Linked DNA regions of Columba livia: region 2 is linked to region 1. A link is a contact called in public Hi-C data. All regions are on one chromosome and are shown on one strand. Each heading gives the region's core, a stretch centred on a gene start, on an enhancer-like site or on the middle of the called end of the contact. The rest is flanking DNA. Distances are from core to core; before and after follow the strand shown. Region 1 holds the start of ANAPC2 (anaphase promoting complex subunit 2). Region 2 overlaps NSMF (NMDA receptor synaptonuclear signaling and neuronal migration factor).

Region 1 (4,336 bases), core at 749-3,248:
AGAGGAACTTTCTGTCTTAAGATCTGCTCTAGTTCAACCACCAGCCAGCAACCAGCTGCAGAAACCCTGTGTCAGGTTCACCCTGTACCACGATGCAGCCTGACTCTTCCAGTTCTCAGATACTGAGAAAACCTGCTCCTGCTCCCCGTCCAGACCACCTGCCTGTACTGAGCGACAGCCACCACCCCGTCACCTACGTACAGAACGTCATTGAGCTGCTGGAACTGCTCCATGGCCTTGGGGCACCAGCACCGCTCCCTCTTGCTGCTGCAGCCTGCGCACAGCGGGCTCTCTCCTCCGCCCTCCTCCGTGTCACTCTCCTGCTCGGTCTCGCTCATGCTGCTCTCGCCCTCGTTCGTTCCATCTTCTCCTTTCTTCCACTGCCGCATGTATATCCTGAAAGTGCGGCTGTAGAACTGCTGGATCATTTCCTGGAAGGATTCGGTAGTGGAGAAGAAAAGGATGGCTTTGAACATGGTGTAGAACTTCTCCTGCAGCATCTGAGCGCCTGTCCCCAGGAGCAATCCTGCCTTGGTCCATCTCTCCAGAAGTTCCAGGCTGTTCAGGTAGGGGTCCAGGCGGCGCTTGAGGAGACAGAACGCGTCCAGAAGGAGCGAGGCGCACTGGGGCTCCTCCGCTGTGTTTTCATACTGGCCAATACAGTTCCAGAACTCGGGAGCTATATTTGCCTGCAGGTCCGTCTGCAGCACCTCCATGAACCACTCCTCCACCACGCAGTGCAAGTCGTGCCGCTGCAGCACGTCCAGGGCTGCCCGCAGGTCGGCATCCTTCAGCGGCCCCGCAGCGCCGGACCTCGGTGCTGCCTGGAAAGCAGAGGGGACACCAGGTTCAGCAGAGGAGACCATTCATCTCACAGCACAGGAACCAAACGCACGCAGACTCTGCCATCAAACCTGGCAGATACTGTCCCTCCGTGGAGACCCGCTGGGGTCTCAGCCGCTGATGGAAGCCAAGCGCCCACCTCCCAGGCCCAACACCCAAACACCGTCCATCGCTGTGCCCTTCACCACTGTCCCCATCCATCGCTGTCCCTGCAGGCAGCCCCGCAGGACACACGCATGGATAGGAGAGCCATGAGCCACCCTCGGGGCCCTGAAAAGCCAGGGTCTGAGGCAAAACCGGGGCAAAACCTTCCTGGCTGGTGTTATCTCCCTTGGGGAGCGAGCGGGAGCAGAGCCGCAGCACGGCTGGGGAACCGGCTCCTGGTTTTGGCCCATACGCTTCCCTGGCTGGTGTGACGGGAAGGGGGGACGGCTGGACCGCCACGGCCTTTCCCTGGCAGCCCCCGAGCAAACACGGCCACATCCCCCTTCCCCAGCCGGCAGCTCCGGCCGCTTCTCCCCCGCGCACCGCGGCAGCGCCGGAACCCGGACCCCGGAGCGGCAGACGGGGAGTCGGGGCCTGCTCGGAACCCACGGGGGGCCGGTCCCGACAGGGCCCAGAGACCCGCGAGCGGGGAGCGGCGCGTCCTCCCCCGGGCCTTGCCCGCCCTCCCGGCCCCGCTCCCGCTCACCAGCCCCAGGGCGGCGGGCGGCACCAGGGCGGTGCTGAGCGTGTGCCAGGCGGCCGACAGCCCCGCGCCCGCCGGCGGCTCCATGCGGGCCGCGCCGCAGGAAGAGGCGGAGCGCGGCGGGACGTTGGGCCGGGGCGATGAGCGGCCCCGGGGCCGCGCTGCGGAGCTACAACGAGGAGCTGCGGGAGGGTGAGCGGGGCCGGGCGGCGGCGGGGCCGGGGCGCGGGCCGGGGCTGACGGGTCGGTGCCCGCAGGGCTGGCGGAGCTGCGCGCCCGGCGGGAGGAGCTGAGCGGGCGGATCCGGGACGAGGAGGCGGAGCGGGCCCGGCTGCAGGGCCGGATCTGGGCGCTGACCGAGCGGCTGGCCCGCACCAGCGAGAGCCTGGCCCGGAACCTGGCTGCCCGCAGCGAGCTCGACCGGACCATCGCCGAGACAGAGGCGGCCTACGGCAAGGTAACCGCCCGGAGCTCCGGCACAGGCGTCCCCGCCATGGGGAGCTTAGTTTGGGTCTGGTTTGGTGCTGTTTGAGCTTCTGGGAGCGCAGCCCGGCGGTGCCGAAGGGCGCAGCATCCCCCGCCTTCGGGTGCCCAGCGCCACCGAGCGGCCCGTCGCAGCGGGAGGAAAGTGGGGGTTGAGTTAAAGCACATTGTCAAAATACATTGATATGGCCCTTGGAATGGACCCTACAAGAAAAAAAGCCTCTCACAGACAAGAGGAAACAGCCTCAAGTTGCGCCAGGGGAGGCTGAGGTTGGATCTGGGAACAATTTCTTCCCCAAAGGGCTGTGGGGCATTGGAACAGGCTGCCCAGGGCAGTGCTGGAGTCACCATCCCTGGAGGGTTGGACAGACGGAGATGAGGTTCTCAGGGACACGGGGTAGTGCTAGAGTCAGGTTATGGTTGGACTCAATGATCCTGAGGGTCTCTTCCAATTGAAATGATTCTATGATCATTTGGGGGGGTGGAAGAAAAGAGGAAACCAGAGAGAAGACATTGACCCAGAAAACCATGAATTCATGCAGGTAACACCAAACTGATAACGAGAGCAGTCAGCTTACTGGACACTCTTTTGCTCATCTTCTCATGTCATTTCCTTCTATCTTTAGTGGAACACGATCATGATAGTATCATAAAAGAGCAGAAATGTTGGCACAGTAAAGGGGTGGGAAGGAGACAAACAGCACAAGGGCCATTCCCATTATTTCAGTTACTGGGATGGCTCCAACCCTTTGCCTTTCCCATCAGCTGACTGGCTGGGACTGCTTCATCCTGAGCGTAGGATAACAGCTGAATTCACTTTTGAATTACCAACCAACCTACTTGTTAGAAAAATAAAAGGATCTTCCCAGCTGTCTTGCAGATCTTCCCTCTGTTGGTAACAAGGAGCTGCTGAGTCCAAGAGCATCCCTTCCCCAGGAGCTGCTGACTACATTCTCCTTTGCCCACTGTTTCTTTTAATATGGTCACTAATCTATTAATCTATCAGATCCTCTTTATCTCCCAAAGTCAATACTTACCAGTGACACGTTTCAAATGAGGCTGGAGCTGTTTTCTCAGCCTCCTTCAAGAACTGGTGGTTTGGGGTGAAAGGGGGAACCTGCATAAAAATATAACAGCTTGGAAACAGCTGTTGTAAAGATACAGGAACAACCGGCACCTTTTAAAAGAAACCTTCCCTGAGATACAAGTTACAACCCCCAGCCTACAAATGAATTCATGTTTATTGAAATGAGAAGAGAGTAACAGTAGGTAAGAAGCAGAGGTAGGTTGGAAACACAGACATCCTGCAAACAGGAACCAGTAACAAAGTCCCTTTCCTAGGGGTGCACATCTCTGTAATCACATCCTTGCCTCCCCAGCCCCTGATAGTCACTGAACTCCACCTTCTTCTGCGGACAAGCTGGTGAGATCCCACCAACACGTCCTGCTGGAGCCGCCTCCCGCGGGGCACTTACCTCAGCGCTTCTCTGACCGCTCCGTCATGCCCACAGGTTCACAGGAGCGTAAAGCACCTTTGGGACTACAGCCCTACTATCCCACTTTGTTACAACTGTCCACTGTTAGAACTTTCAAACTGTGAGATGGACAGGCTGTGAGTCTCCTAAACCATGGGCAGCCTTGCTTCTTAGTGCACAGGAAGTGGGAGTGTTACATGATACACAGTATTAGCTAAAAATAGAAGAAAATTAATAAAAGGAAGAATTTAGTCTGAGTTAAGGTCATTGTAGAGTTGAGCTAGTCTTTAAGCGAGAAACCTAAAACGTGCAGTTTTAATGGGAAGACAGTTGAAACAGGGTCAGCTGAGCACAACCTAATGCTGATCTAAAAAGCCGAGGTATCAATATCTTCTTTAAAAATAATAATAAAAGCAAACAGATCCTGAAGTTGAGCCCACAGGGAGCTCTCTGGCTCATGCTCTAAACCAGATAAATTGCTTTATGTGTTTCATATTCAGAATATGAGCATGAACCAGAGAAATTCCTCCACAGGTGAGACAGGATGATGTATCACCAAGAATCAGACGTGGTGAGGGGTGGAAGATCCCTCTTGCTGCAAGGCAGATCAGGGGAATTCAAAGGGAACTCATAAGAGAAACAGGTGATGTAAAAATAAGCTATTTTTATTTCTTTCCCAGATTCTGGAGAGTTCTCAGACACTGCTGGATGTCTTAAAGGAAGAAATCGGGAATGCTGGTAAAGCCACTGAGCCACAAAGCACTTCAAAACAAAAACAAGCACGTGAACAAAAGCATTCCTAAACCTTTTCTTCAGCCTGAAAAGCCCTGTTGGTCTGGGACAGCTG
Region 2 (4,336 bases), core at 638-3,137, 36 kb after region 1:
GCTCCCATGTGCACATCTCCCATGCACTTCACATGCCCTAATAATATGATAAATCTCCTAAACTCAGCCTGCAAAGCTGCCCGCTATTTAGGCTACTTTGTCCCTGTCTGGGAGAGGGCTCTGCGGCTTCAGGCACAAACAGGACAGATGAACCGTGAACGTGGAGGCACTGCAGGGAAAACCGGGTTCAGCAACTGAACTACACAAGGTGATTACAAGCAAAATGAAGGTCAGGGCTTAAGGGAGCTCAAAATTGCTTTTTGAGGAAGATGCTCAATGAAGGAGGCAGGCTGATTAGGAAAGCGTGCATCTTTGTACAGAAAATTAATTACCTTGAGCTGATAGTTCAAGTGGAGACTCAAAGGCAACCCTATAAGGATTCATTAAGTTTTTCAGATTCTGAAATAGCTGAAAGACAAACATATTGAGAGTTAGCAGCTGAAAGGAGAAGAACTCCAGGGCACCCAGAACTGCCCATCCTTGTTCCCTACCTCTGCAAAACCTTCCACTCAAGTCCTTTCAAACACCTAGCTGTCAGTACATAAATAAAGTGCTTTGAATGACAGTTCTCCTCAAAGGTTTCAGCGCTTGGCCAGCATGTCACTTCACATTCCCCCTCTGCCCTCTGGGGAAGGCACAACCCACAGGGCGGTGGGACGGGACGGCAGATGCTTCCCATACAGCAGAAGAGGAAGGTTTGGATTTCAGAGTGTGGCTGTTGCCTCCCTGGGCCTGGTGGCACCCAGGGGACGTTCTCAAAGAGGTGACCCAGGAAGCTCTTACCTTCTCCCCATTGGGGTTTCCAAGAACATAGCAGCCCATGATGTGAATGATATTTGGTTCAGGATTGACTTTACTCATCAGCCGGCTCAACCTCTTCCAGAAGCTGGTAGAAACAGGAAAAAATGAGTACATAATTAAAAAAAATAATAATCTATCTCCTCATATGCATGAGGAATCACAAGGGGGTGTGTGCACACAGCTCAGGAGGGACATGAGGCTTGTAGCCTGAGGAACAAGCTGCTCGGGAAGAGCCTTTGGCTCTTACACAAGGAGGAGCAGGGGCAGAGCAAGGGCTGGAGGAGCAGGTCCAAGGAAGGAAGAGCGGCTCATTGAGCCAAGGAGGCTCCAAGGTGAAGAGGATGGAGCAAAGTCCACCCAGAGTGCTTTTAGACTGACAGTTTTACTAAGCACACTCTTCTTATAGCAGTTCTCTCCAATTTCCTCTCCCATTCTCTCAACAGTTGCCCTTTCTAACTAGGAGCGTTCACAGCTTTCTGAAGGTCCCTGAATTACCAACTTGGGACCAGCTACGCCTGGAATGTGTTCAGAAGCATGTACGCACACACGTGCTGCAGAATTTTATTGACAGTGTTTGCACCAGAGCATGAGAGCGCTGAACAGATGTTGATTTTAATACTCAGCTCTCATGCCAACAAGAAGTTGTGTAGGAACAGGTTGGTGTACATCCTCACGCCCACAATGAAGCACTGTTTACCAAGGCAGCACCACAGGCAAAGCTTAACTTTCTGCAAGGAGTAAAATTCGCTCAGCAGCCCCATCTGACAGGCTGGCACGTTAGTGAAAACCCTCCTCAGTGACGTGCTGGACTTCGAGCTTCGCAGCGACAAATTCCGTTTCCCCCTGCAATCAGGAGGGCAACTACCAGAGACAGCTGTGGGGGCCGTTTGGATTTCTGCCACTAGTCGCCTGCTTAGAAATGCTTTCTCAGCCGCTTCTGAGCAATAGGGTCACGAGGTGCATGTTCTGGTTTCTGGTCAGCAAAGCCTTTGTTAGGAGAGGAAGTACCTTCCTTTTTTCCTCCTTCTTTTGATAGCTCCCATTCCAGAGAGACACGGAACAGCAGAGAAAAGCATGAATCCTCTGTGATGTGTCCCAGGGCTGCATCACCCTGGGCATGATCTCAGCTCTGTCACCTCTGCAATTCGCTCTGAAGGAGCTGAAAGCTGCTCCTGGGTCCCCCCTCATCCTGCTCTTCCCCTGACCAAGTCACCCCAGTTCCTGTCACCATTCCGGATAGGCCATGTGCTATAAACATTGAGCAAACAGAGCAGAAAAATGCCATGCAAGCCCAGAACGTAACACAGCCACTCACAGGATCATATCTTCTTCCTTTTCCACTTTGGCAAAAGTGGCGACTTTGTTCTTTAACAAATATAAGTGACCAGGACCTCCCTGCAAGAGAGAGACAGACAGACTGAAACCCCTTTGAGACACTGAAGAAACCAGCCGTGGCTGTGGCTCTTGTCCTGCACAGCCATACCCAGAAGTGCCACAAGGGAGCAGAGCAGACACACCAGGCTGGTGCGATCCCTGCAACCTCCATAGCAGGTACCTGCTCAGGAAATATTCACATATGGGCAGTGTGCTGAGGGTTGGATTATCCATTTTTTAGTGCTGTGTGCCCATCTCGCTCTAAAAAGGCACAACAATAGACAAATTTTCATTGTGGGTGGCAGGAGAGTAATAGGGAAGCCAAGAAAGTCCCTGCCAATTGGGGGTGTTAGGGGACTTGCTGCTGTAGGTGGACGAGAAGCTGAGCAAAGCGGGGATAAGCAGGCAAGACATCGCTGTAGAAGAACTGGACTCTGGCAGTAACAGGCATAAAAAGCTTGAGAACATCATCAGGAAAATTAAGAGTTGCCATCTCCAGGTCAGTGCGCTGCAAACCCTGCAATTTTGCAGCCCTGGCCACGTGGGAGGGAGTTAAATCAGGTTACCTTCCTGACTTCTCATTTCATGTTCCTCACACAGCTGCTGGGCACGTCTCACGCTGACCACGCTGAGGAACGAGAGACTTGGGAAGGGAAACCGGGCCAGTCCCAGATCCAGCAGGGACCAAATCCATTCTCCCCGCAGCTGGGCAACCGCACCCCGACCCATCTCCTGTGTACACTGAGCTGGATCCACAGCACCCACCGCCGTCACTGCTGTACTGAACCTGGATTAAAACTATAACAAATGCTTGTTCCTTTCTCTGAAATCCTCCTTTTGAGGTCTGCGCTAATGCTGCTTTGCCTGGGTTTCCTCGAAAGCAGCTCAGCCCCGGAGCTGGCGACACTAAATCAGATTTTATTTCCTGCTGTCACAGCAACTCGAGGCTGCTCGGTGCAGGGGAACGAGAAGCGAAAGCCGCACACATGCGGCTACTTTAACAGAAGCTGACTTGGGAGTATTGGTTCCTCTATGTAATTTTCCCTGTAGAAAAAGACCAATTCGTAACAAATCACCCAAGCACTTAAGGACATTCACGTACCTGGCAAAATATCAGCATCTTCCAGATTTTGCAGCCTTTCCGATAAATGTTAAGCTTCTTTTCTATTTCCTCTGCAAAAAAACATGTTGGAGATGAACCATGGAGGAAGTTAAAGATTAATCTTATTTCTTCTCACACTAGTCCTGAAGGCAGGAGGCTGAGCTGAGAGAGATGCTCAGCACCTACATTCTCACTGATGCTGAGCAAACCCTTTGCCTTCATGCGTGTCAGAGGGCAGAGAAGGGACAGGGCAGCTCCAGACCCTGCTCTGTGGTGACCACAGTGTGGTACCAGTCCTAGATGTCCTGACCCTGCAAGGGGACAACAAACAGGTACCTTTGCTGCCCTGTGCCTCAACTTCCCTTTCATAAACTGGGAGCTTGGCGCAGAAAATGGGCCACAGGAGTAGTCTTATCATTGTGGCACATCCAACAGCAGCTGACTGACTGTCGGGTGTCACTGAGGTGGTTGAAACACCTTTATGAGGGGTGGCTGAGGCGCAGGGGAGTGATTTTAACATATTGATCACTTATATTTGCTGTGGGCAGGACCTAAGAAAAAAAAATAACACTTACGTACCTAGGATGTCATCAAAGGTGGCATGTTCATGGTCCTGGAAGGCAAGACAGAAGGACATTTCAAGGTTTGCTGTCACTACACCAGCTTCTGTGACGTTATTACAGTCTCTACCATTGCACACAATCCCATTTCTAGGCAAAGCCATGCTCTAAGAGCACAATTATAGCACCTGATAGCTTCCCTTGCATCACTTAGGGTGATTTCCACCCTAAAACATGTCTCAGCAAAGAAGCTGAAGACTGAATGGTCCATGAAGACCAAGTCCATCCAAAGGCTGGAAGATGAATCCTGCAGACAAGGCCAAAGCCCATCAGATGTAGTCAGCGATGCACATTCACCTCTTGGCCCATGTTTTGTAGCCAGTCTCTGGCTCCACAGGTGTCCAAGCTGGTTACAAACAGTGACACTCCTGACACATCTGCCCCTGGCATGGCAAGATCTGCAGCACAACCATACAGCTCCCAAAGAGAGAGGCAGCAA

The links. Hi-C and Micro-C count contacts between places; a contact is called where the count stands out from the background.
Region 2: a Hi-C map of liver shows a contact between it and region 1, with 2.4 times the contacts expected there. The contact joins the enhancer-like site here to the promoter of ANAPC2 in region 1. A contact is called at or near these places in 2 of 2 Hi-C or Micro-C datasets (crop and liver).

What each region holds. Positions count from the first base shown.
Region 1 is chr19:9,422,126-9,426,461 of bColLiv1.pat.W.v2, forward strand. It overlaps ANAPC2 (anaphase promoting complex subunit 2), which reads right to left and starts at 1,999. Exons shown (of 13, transcript XM_065036034.1): 1 at 1,535-1,999; 2 at 202-824. The coding sequence starts at 1,960. TPRN (taperin) reads right to left here. Exons shown (of 4, transcript XM_005511568.3): 4 at 4,134-4,336.
Region 2 is chr19:9,458,149-9,462,484 of bColLiv1.pat.W.v2, forward strand. It overlaps NSMF (NMDA receptor synaptonuclear signaling and neuronal migration factor), which reads right to left. Exons shown (of 14, transcript XM_065036052.1): 9 at 3,857-3,890; 10 at 3,278-3,348; 11 at 2,117-2,196; 12 at 784-886; 13 at 333-408. Among named protein-coding and RNA genes, the nearest start is that of TPRN, 13 kb to the left of the region's middle. Within about 2 kb of position 1,888, at least 1 of the 3 cell types and tissues checked has an H3K27ac peak away from gene starts, as active enhancers do.